Regions from separate parts of the Mus musculus genome. Here regions 2 and 3 are each linked to region 1. A link is a contact called in public Micro-C and promoter capture Hi-C data. All regions are on one chromosome and are shown on one strand. Each heading gives the region's core, a stretch centred on a gene start, on an enhancer-like site or on the middle of the called end of the contact. The rest is flanking DNA. Distances are from core to core; before and after follow the strand shown.

What was found. Promoter capture Hi-C pulls out the DNA fragments that hold promoters and counts their contacts. Hi-C and Micro-C count contacts between places; a contact is called where the count stands out from the background.
Region 2: a contact with region 1 is called in a Micro-C map of embryonic stem cells, with 8 times the contacts expected there. The contact joins the promoter of 3110021A11Rik here to the promoter of Cecr2 in region 1. A contact is called at or near these places in 3 of 39 promoter capture datasets (hippocampal neurons and liver) and 1 of 484 Hi-C or Micro-C datasets (embryonic stem cells).
Region 3: a promoter capture Hi-C map of neural stem cells shows a contact between it and region 1. The contact joins the promoter of Tuba8 here to the promoter of Cecr2 in region 1.

Annotation. Positions count from the first base shown.
Region 1 is chr6:120,664,866-120,667,900 of GRCm38.p6, reverse strand. Cecr2 (CECR2, histone acetyl-lysine reader) reads right to left here and starts at 1,587. Exons shown (of 19, transcript NM_001368706.1): 1 at 1,194-1,587. The coding sequence starts at 1,319.
Region 2 is chr6:119,846,551-119,849,585 of GRCm38.p6, reverse strand. It overlaps 3110021A11Rik (RIKEN cDNA 3110021A11 gene), which reads right to left and starts at 1,393. Exons shown (of 1, transcript NR_030776.1): 1 at 557-1,393. Erc1 (ELKS/RAB6-interacting/CAST family member 1) reads left to right here and starts at 1,436. Exons shown (of 21, transcript NM_053204.2): 1 at 1,436-1,709.
Region 3 is chr6:121,209,339-121,212,373 of GRCm38.p6, reverse strand. Tuba8 (tubulin, alpha 8) reads right to left here and starts at 1,640. Exons shown (of 5, transcript NM_017379.2): 1 at 1,538-1,640. The coding sequence starts at 1,540.

The sequences.
Region 1 (3,035 bases), core at 338-2,837:
CGTTAACTTTGCAACACGAGGAAATTCCCACGCTTCATTCATAGAAGCAAGTGATATTTCTGCAAACACAACGGACTTTAAAAAATAAAGGTGTGCGAAGACCTCAAGAGTCAACAAATTAAAATCAAGATTCGGGGGGGGGGGGGGTGAAGAGGCAACCACAACGGTCAGACTTCCCAAATAAATTACTTTAATTTTGATTACTTCCATTGTAAAGGCAGTCACAAAACTGAAAACAGTAACTGACCAACAACAGTTTCTTGTACCTTTGTCCCAAGGAAGAAAAAAAAAAAAAAAAAGGGTGATTAAGTCCCTACAGACAGGAAAAAAAGCAACTCAACCTGCCAACCAATCAGTATTTCACAATTCCTTCCAAAAATAAATGCCAGGATGCTGCTTCGGACCATCTTATACATTCCGTTTCCCACACTCCCGCCACCGTCCTTGTCATTAGGACCCTCGGATTTTAGTCCAGTTATCACAAAGCCTCGGGTCTTGAAAGCACCTTCGGCCTGGCCAGAAAGCCATTCCTTTCCTCCTCGCTCGCCCGGGGGAATAATGGTGGCGAAATCAACTCAGAGAGAGAGCTCCCGGAATACGGACGGCTGCGCCTTCCTCCGTAGAGGAGCTGTTTTAAAAGGGAGGGGGGCCCAAACTTTCCCTCCACAGTCTCGGCGTCCCGAGCGACGGTGAGCGACGGGCGGTCCCACAAGGAGAACGCCCCAAGCCCAGGCCCCATCTGCGCCCGCCCGAAGTTGACTCGAAGCGCCCGAGAGTTACGGGCCTCCGCAAGTCCGCCAAGTGCGACCCGGGCGAGCGTCTCCCGAGCAACGCCGCCCCTGCCCGAGGCCGCTCCCGCCCCGCCGCTGTGGCCCCCGGCGCGTGAGCCCGCATCGCGTCCCGGTCCCCGCCTGAGCAGCTGCTCGCCGCCTCCGAGGCTCCAGCGGGGAGCGCGCGCGCACTCTCGCCCTCAGACCGGCCGAGAAGTCCCGGGAGAGCCCCGGGGTCCCGCGCCGACAAAAGCAGGCTCGACCCCCGCCGGCGAGAGCGCGCGGGGCCACGGGGAGCCCGTGCCGGCCGCCAGCCTCGTGCCCGCCGCCGAGCCCCCTCGCCGCCCGCACTCCGCGCCAAGTCGGCGGCCCGCGACTCCCCGCAGAGAAGCGCGGAGAAAGGGCGCAGCGCCGGCTACTCACCTCGATCTCGAAGTCGGGCAGGCGGAACGCCGTGCGAAAGAGCGAGCAGAAGTGCGCGATGGCCGGGACTTCCCACCAGGAGCGGAGCTCGCCCAGCCCGGCCGCGCCGCCTTCCTCCGGGCACATCTCCCCGCCGCGCTCGCTCACTCGCTCTCGCTCGCTCGCTCGGACTCCGGCCGCCGGCAGCGCCTCTCACTCAGCGCGCGGCGGCTCCCGCCGCTCGGCGTGAGCTCAAGCGGAGGCGCGGCCGGGCGGGGGGCGGCGGTCCGACTCGCTCAAGCGGCCGCTGCTCGGGCAGCCGGCGGGGGCCGCGCGCTCGCCCCGTCCCGCCGCGGCCGTGCGGCCGCCCCCAATCCCATACAATATAATCCACTCAGCGCTGAGGAAAACAGATGGGGCTGGGGGTGGGGAGGGGGCCCGGCAGAAACCTGGGAGGAGGGGCCGCCCACGAGGAGGGGGCGGGGCCGGCGCGCACCACAACAACAACCCCGCCCCCACCCCTGCGCGGACAGCTGCACCGAGGGCGGGGGAGGGGGAGCGGGCGAGCCGCGCCCGGGGAGGGGCCGCCCGTGACGCGGAGGGGCCCGCGCGCAGCCCGCGGGCGGCCGGGCGGGTGGGAGCCGCGCTCTGCCGTGCAGGTGTTTGGGGCCGGGGAGTTCGGCGACTTTGGTGACGGAAGACAATAAGGGTCTCTCCCACCCCCACGTGGCCTCAGTGGTCGAGTCCTTTTAAAGGGCCCGCGGGGTGGTGCTCTTGCTGGGGACTCGCTCCGGGAGTGCGCACGTGTGGGATTTCAGTTATTACTGCTGTGGAGGGTGGCGCGGGACAGAGCGAGTGGGACGTCCACGCTGGAAACCGGAGGCCCGGGGAAACGACGCGCTTTCCACCTGTTCTTTAGCGCTTTTTTATTTTTATTATTATTACTATTATTAGCCTATCTGAGAACGGGACTTAAGGGAGCGCTAAAGTGCCTCGCTTCTCCAAGGGAAGAAGGTGGTGGGGCTGGTTCGGCTGGAACCGAGTAGGATGGAGGGGTAGAGTGTGGCGGGAAGGGTGGAGTAGGGGGGAGGCACCAATCAGCAGCCTAGCGGGAAGAGCAATTTCCCCCACCCCAGGGAACGGACACGTGCAGCCGCCCTGGAGGAGACTGGCTTTGAGCCCTCTGACTGCCCTCGCCGGAGCGGAGCGCGGCTGCTGCGGGCGCGAGTGCTCACAATGTGGCTGGGAGGCTGGGGGATGGGGAAGAGCCTGGAGACTAAGGACGTGTGTCCGGGTGGGGGTGGAGACCTGCCCGGGCTGCGGGAATACGCTCCGAGAGGAAGGTGCTCGGACTTTAGAAAAGTTAACTGCTATTTAGGACGGTGGAATTCTGTCTAAACCGGAAGGGGAAAAAATCACCCCCGAAATAGCCCAGAAGTTTGGAAAAACTACGTTGTAGTAGCGCCTATTTGTATTGGTCATTTGCGCTTGAGCAGTTCTACTCTAAGAGTCCTGGCTGCTTCTTTAGTCCACCTCGCCAGAAACACCGCCCCTTAGGTGCACTCAAATTCGGCTGTTTAGATAGGTACAACCCTGGAAAGAATAATAGGGAGCGAGTTTGTGAGATAGATGTGTAAGTGGGAGGCCTGGCTCGTTCCTCCTCCCTCACCTATTCTAATTACTTTAATAACTAACCTCTTGTGTCTTTGTAAGGCAGCACTTAAAAACACTAAAATCCTTAAGTTATATATCCAAGTGTGCCTTTTGTGAGCCAACTAACCTTAAGATACTTCATCTTCCCTCACACTGCCCTGTAGGTGAGAGTTAGCAACCCCTACACGCTATCTATCCCATTTTTATTTT
Region 2 (3,035 bases), core at 144-2,643, 820 kb after region 1:
GGGTTTTATGTGGGTGCTGGGGATTCAAACTTAGGTTCTCCTGCTTGTAGAGCAAATGCTCGTATCCACTAAGTCATCTTCCCAGCCCCAGAAACGAAATCTTTGAAGATTCTTTTCTGGCTGCTGAATAGTCCCGTTTAGCTGCACACTCTCTAACAATTGGCTGTCATATGTTAGATGTACTGAAGGGGAATCAGTTTAGTGTGCCCAAGGAGCTGTAATGACCCAAGTGCATTTTGGAAGGGAACAATTAGAGAATCTGGAAAGGACAAAATATAGTTTGGTGGATGAACGTGAATACTACAGGATGGGGGAAGATGTTAATGGGATTAGGAAGAGTGTAAGCCGGTTAATTATGATGGTGGGAGGTTAGGGATGAGTAAACCGGTGAGTCTTAGCTCCTCTCATCTCAAAGGCATTTCAAATTAGCTTAATAAGCGCTGTGAGTATGGGGATGAGTGTAATTCACACCACCCTTGGATTTTCGGCTTAGAGATAGCTTATCTACATTTTTAAGATTAGTAACTATGTGTTGCCCCCACCTCCGTATTTTTTTTTTTTTTTTTTTTTTGGCTTGCTCTTGACAAAAGGCAAAGGTTGAAATTCAGCAGCAGAAAACTGGGCTGTCTAAAATAAGGTAGCAGCTGCTTTGTAGTTCGCCTTGCTTGGTGTGAGGGCTAAATAAAAAAGGTAACGCGGTGAAGCATTTGGCACAGTACACTGCATGTGGACATCAGGTTCCGCCCACACTCTTCCTCCCTGGAATGATCCTTGCAAAAAAAGCCACCTACTGAGGCGAGGGTCTTTTGCCATGACCGCTTGGACAGCCCAGATGACTCAAGAGTATTATTGCCTTCCACAGCCTCACAGCGCAAAAGCCAAGGGTGAGAGAAGCTAACTTCTCTTGGACAAAGGGTGTCCAGGCAGCCGTGGCTCTAATGACAAGCCCTGAGCTATTTATTTCCTAAGGTGGCGGCCGTCCCAGGGTTCGGGTAACGGGCTTGCCAAGGAAGGGGCGGGGCGACTCCAGGTTTGGGAAAGGCCACTCCACTCCTGGGGCTTCCAGCAGTCCACGTCCTACGGCAAGCAGGAGGAGACAAACGCCGCCCCTCCTCGTCCGCACCTTCCTCGCTCAATATCGCGGCCCGGGCTCCCGGTGGACGCTCGGCCGTGGGTGTGGGTGTGGGTGTGTGTGTGAGGGGCGGCGCTACGTGTGGCGCAACCCTGCCTCGGCACCCAGTTACCTTCGCGGCCTCGGAGCGCCGCACTTGTCGATCCTGGCGCGCGGTCCCGTGGAGCGGCGTAGCGGGGCGCTTCCCAGTGGGACGAGGGAAAGCCCAGCGGCCCGGGAGAGCGGGAGGCGGGGCGAGGGCGCCGCGCGGGCGACAGGGGGTGGGGCTAGGTGTGCGCGGGGGGCGGGGCGTGGTGACGTCGCGGGCGCCGGTCGTGCTGTGGCGGTGGCGGCGGCGGCGGCGGCTGTGGTAGTGTCGGCGGCAGGCTGTCCGGGAAGCAGTAGCAGCAACCGCAGCAGCAGCGGCGGCCCTGAGGAGAGTAAGGCGGCCGCGTCGGCAGCGGCTCGCTCGTCAGGCGGAACCTCGATCTGCCCAGAGGTCGCAGGCGCCGAGGCATTTGTCGTTTCCTACCCGGCTCGGCGCTCCCGGCCCTGGCTGGGCAGGGCAGAGCGCCCCTGGGGAGGGGCGGAGCTGTAGGTGAGGCTTGGGGACCCCTCCCCCTCCTTTTTGGGCCGGGGGTGGGGAGGAGGATGGGGAGGTCGGGAGGGCGGACCCCGCCCCAGCGCACCCGAGCCCACCGGCGGCCGCGCCCTGCGGAGCTCCCGGATTGGGCGGGAGCGAAGGCGCTGGCGGTAAGGATCGCTGCTGGAGGTGGGAGGTGGGGGGCTTCTGGCCCACCGAGAGCCGAGGGTGGGAGGCATGATGTGGGGCTATTGGGGAGCCCTGGAGTTGGGGTGCGGCCAAGGTGGATCGGATGTAAAATGTTTAAGATGATCTTATTATTTTGAACCTGGTTAGATAGAAGAGGAAAGGTTGTATTTCAGATGGAAAATGAGGCATGGATGTCGCCTTGGAGGTAGCTGGAGGGGCTACTGCAGCAGATCTCACATTGCCACTCTAGGGTTTTGGTTCTTTTCTTGGTCAGATGAGTAGAATTCGCTGAGGGAAGAGAATCCCTTTGCGTTGACTTGGGGTTGGTAAATTGGGAGCGCGAGTGAGTGAGGTTTTTACACACAAGAAGGAAGATGTTGGTGTTTAGACAACTTCATTCTATAGCAACCAACCATGAAGGAGTGAGTCTCATTACTCTTAGCCCCTCAAAAGTGCTATCAGCCTTTTCTTTTCCTTGCCCCCCTCAACCCCCTCTCCTGTGCTTGATCTCTTTGTACCATTTTTCATTTTTGAGTTGACCCGTTAAGAAAAGGCCCTGGACTCAGAGTAATAGTTGCAGGTGGTTGTGGCTGATTGCTTTGAGCGAACTGTGAACAGTTCTGTTGGAGATGACTGTATGAAATTGCTTAAGCGTTTAAAGTGCAACTGTCTCTTACATCTTGTTTTTCAATAGACCTTGATACATTTTGCGTTTATTTAATCATTATGTGTGTGTGCCTGGCATACACACGATAGATTACTCCCTCCCTCTTTGAGGTCAAAGGTCAAAGCTTTTGGGACTTGGTTCTCCCACTGTGGATGGCTGGGATCAAACTTTGGTTATTAGACTTGTGACATAAGCACTTTTTTCTGTTGAGTTATCTGGATGTCCCTATTTTTCCGATTCTTCTTCTGTCTCAGCCTTCCAAGTGTGAGATTAGACATGATCTGGCTTTCTTGAAGATCGATTTTATTTTTTTATTTTCAGGTGTACTTACTGTTGTCTCCCCCCCCCCCCCTTTTTCTTTGGTTTTGTTGTTTTCCGAGACCTGATTTCTCAGTGTAGCCCTGGCTATCTTAGAACTCGCTCTGCCCACCAGGCTGGCCTGCTTCTGTCTCCCAAGTGCTAGAGTTAATGGCATGTGCCACCAC
Region 3 (3,035 bases), core at 391-2,890, 540 kb before region 1:
GTGTATGTATATAATTCCTATATATTTAAATACATATTTATATCACTCTATAACAAAAAGCCTAAAAATAATAAAATCTATGTAGAGCCTTGGAAGTTTGAAGTAAGCCCCCCCCCTCGTTTTGTAGATGTGAAAAGCCAGCCAAGAGAAGTTTGATGACCTTCCCGAAGTGCTAGCCACATTGCCAAGTGCCCGAATCTGAACTCCTCCTACGGTCCCACACCTAGGACCTGAGCACAAGTGGTTTCCTCTGGTCACTCTCTCCTGCGTTGTCAAATTCTTCAAGATCCCAGGTGTGTCTGGAAGCATGCTTGGCGAGTGATAGGATAGGCTTAGAGGTAGGGCTGACAGGAGAGCCAGCGCCAGAAAGTCTTGGGCAATCTCCCAAATGAACAGCCAGAGGGGAGGAGGAGGGGTGGCAGGAGGAGGGGAAAAGGAGGGCGGAGGGGATGGGGGAGGGAGAAAAGAGGTGGGGAGGAGAGAAGGAAGGTTCTGGCCTGGCTGTTCTGTCACTGACACCAGAGCAAGTGGCTCAGAGAACCTGACCTTGGCCTGTGAGATACTCTTATTCTGCCCACCCCTCTCCACTCTAACCTTTCTGTCCCACTTCACTGCGGACACACCAGGGCTTCCTGGCGTGGGGGGAGGGGGGCGGGAGAGCAATGATTGAGGCCAACGTTAGTCCCCCGCAGGGGAGCTTCCCAGGGGCTTTGGCAGAGATGCTGTAAAGCTCGCTCTGAGGGGCTGTGAAGGTAGCAGCCGCTAGTGGAGACAGCAACTAATGAAGAAGAGTTGCTGCCTGGAAGCCAGAATAGAAAATAAAATGAAACGGCTTAGGTCCCCTGGTATCTGGGTCCCAAACTTCTGAGTCCCAAAGTCTTTTTGACTTTGACCGCCGGGAAAGGTGAGGAGCCTGCTCCAGCGCCAGGCGCTTGCGAAGCTGGTTTGGACCCAGCTGAAACTGAGGGTGCCCCAAACCCAAGCCGATGGCCGAGGAGCCAGCACTGGTGACAGGCACCTGGGAAACGTCTTGGGTCCATAACACCCAGCTCGAATTGAAGTTGCCCTAAACCCAAGCCGATAGCCGATGGCCGGGTGATGAGGGTGGAGAATGACCCCGGGAACGTGCCACTTTTGATTAGGTTTGGAGACTACTCCCCCAGGCCACCCAGGTCCAGACCACCTGTCCAGAATCCCTCGGCATCCCATTTCTTCTCACTCTGGTCCACGAGTGGCTACTCCCCCAGATTCTAACGTATCTCTCCACCGAGCTCTCCAGGTTCGCCCTCCTCTCTTTAGCGAGCGCAGATCGGTCTTAGGTCCCTTTAAGGATCCAATAGCCCCTGCTCTCTACATTCTCTACAAAATATTCTCACCCCTGGGAAACAAGACCCTTGACCCTGAACTGACCCACAGACCCTCCAGGAGACTTGGAGCCCAGTAGATCCAAAGCCACCCCACAGCTACCCCGTGGCCCCGCAGCTCTCTCCCCGGCACCTGCGCGCGTCCGGGGCCAGCCCGGGCGGGGAAGTCTCACCATCGTGGCCGCTCTCTTCGCCCGCTCGCCTCCCAGCTGGGCCTGCCCACCCCAACTGCTCCAGATACGGCCGCCTCCGCGGTTGTGACACACTGCGAGGGAGGGGGCCTGAGACAGACATGCTGGGCCAGCAGTTGCCCTGCAGCATCACAGTGCCCGCGGAGGGGAGGGACCTGGGTAGGTCACAATGGCACCTCCCCTCCCACCAGAGGCTCCCTAGTCCAGCCTGGCTGCTTCTCATGCCCGGAGCTGCCACTGAGCTCCTGAGCCTTGCAGTCCAGGAAGCAGTCCTGTGACCGCAACACACGTGTGCATACAAACCCCGCATCCACTCCGAGGCCACTGGAAAGCAGTGGAAAAATACTCCAAAACAAATGCTTGTTTCTCCCCCCAAATGTTCATAGTCGTCCTGCTGCCAACACTGGCTGGTGTGGTGGGAAGACACTAATCTGTTAGCCGGTCACCTCAGTCCAGGAGAGCCTGCAGGATCAGACCAGCCCGTGGTCAGAGCCCACGCTTCTGCTTCCACCACTGCCTGCCTGGTTACTGGAGAAGTCAGAAGATGGTATGCCTCTGCATCTGCATCTGCATCTGCTGCAAGCCCTCCATAGTAGATTCAGGGATTCAGCACTATTTTAAATACTCTCAGAATATCTCCATGATTCTCAAGTCTCTCCTCCTGACCCACTCCTACAAGAGCCTTTCCTACGTAATCCCCAAATGTGTCACTTTGCATGTACCCCAGAACATCAGGGTTCTCACTGCCTCTGCCCTGTTAGGACCTCCTCTTAGTGGCCACAGATGACACTGAAGAGCAAAGGATTTCTTCACCCTCCATCTAGTTGGGTGAGGATAGGGGCTCACCTAGCCTGTAACCCTGGCTGTCCTGGAACTTGCTTTGTAAACCAAGCTGGCCTGGAACTCACAGAGCTCCACCCACCTGCCTCTGCTTCCAAAGTGTGTGCTACCATGCTCAGCTTAAGAGCCTCTCTAGTTGCCCACATTACTAACAGGCTCCACAAGTCCCTTTGTCTCCAAGTCGGTTGGGGTTGGATGGTTCTTACACCTGAACTGCGACATGGAATTCCCTATCAAGGGCCACTTCATACTTAAGAGATATAACCCAGCTTTTCTTCCCTCCCTCTTTTCTCTGGCAACTTCCCACCACACAAGTCACTGTGGGAAGTTAAGAGTTCTTCAAGATGTAGGTGGAGCTGCTGTGGCCAGATGTTGGCTCTGTTTCCAAACATAGATGAAGACACACCTTTGCTTCTGTGCTCAGGAAGCAGCAGAGTAAAACTTATCTAGGTAGTAGTTTATTCTGTTGGCTCACCTTTCATGTATTTGTCTATGAGTTTCTTGAGGAGAGGATACATGTTTTAATCATCTTTGCATGTGAGAAAGTACTGAAAACACTTCCCACTGATACACGGCCTCCAAGCTGGAACTGCCTACCCCAAGGACTCCAGATAAACTGCCTCCACTGCTGTAACACACA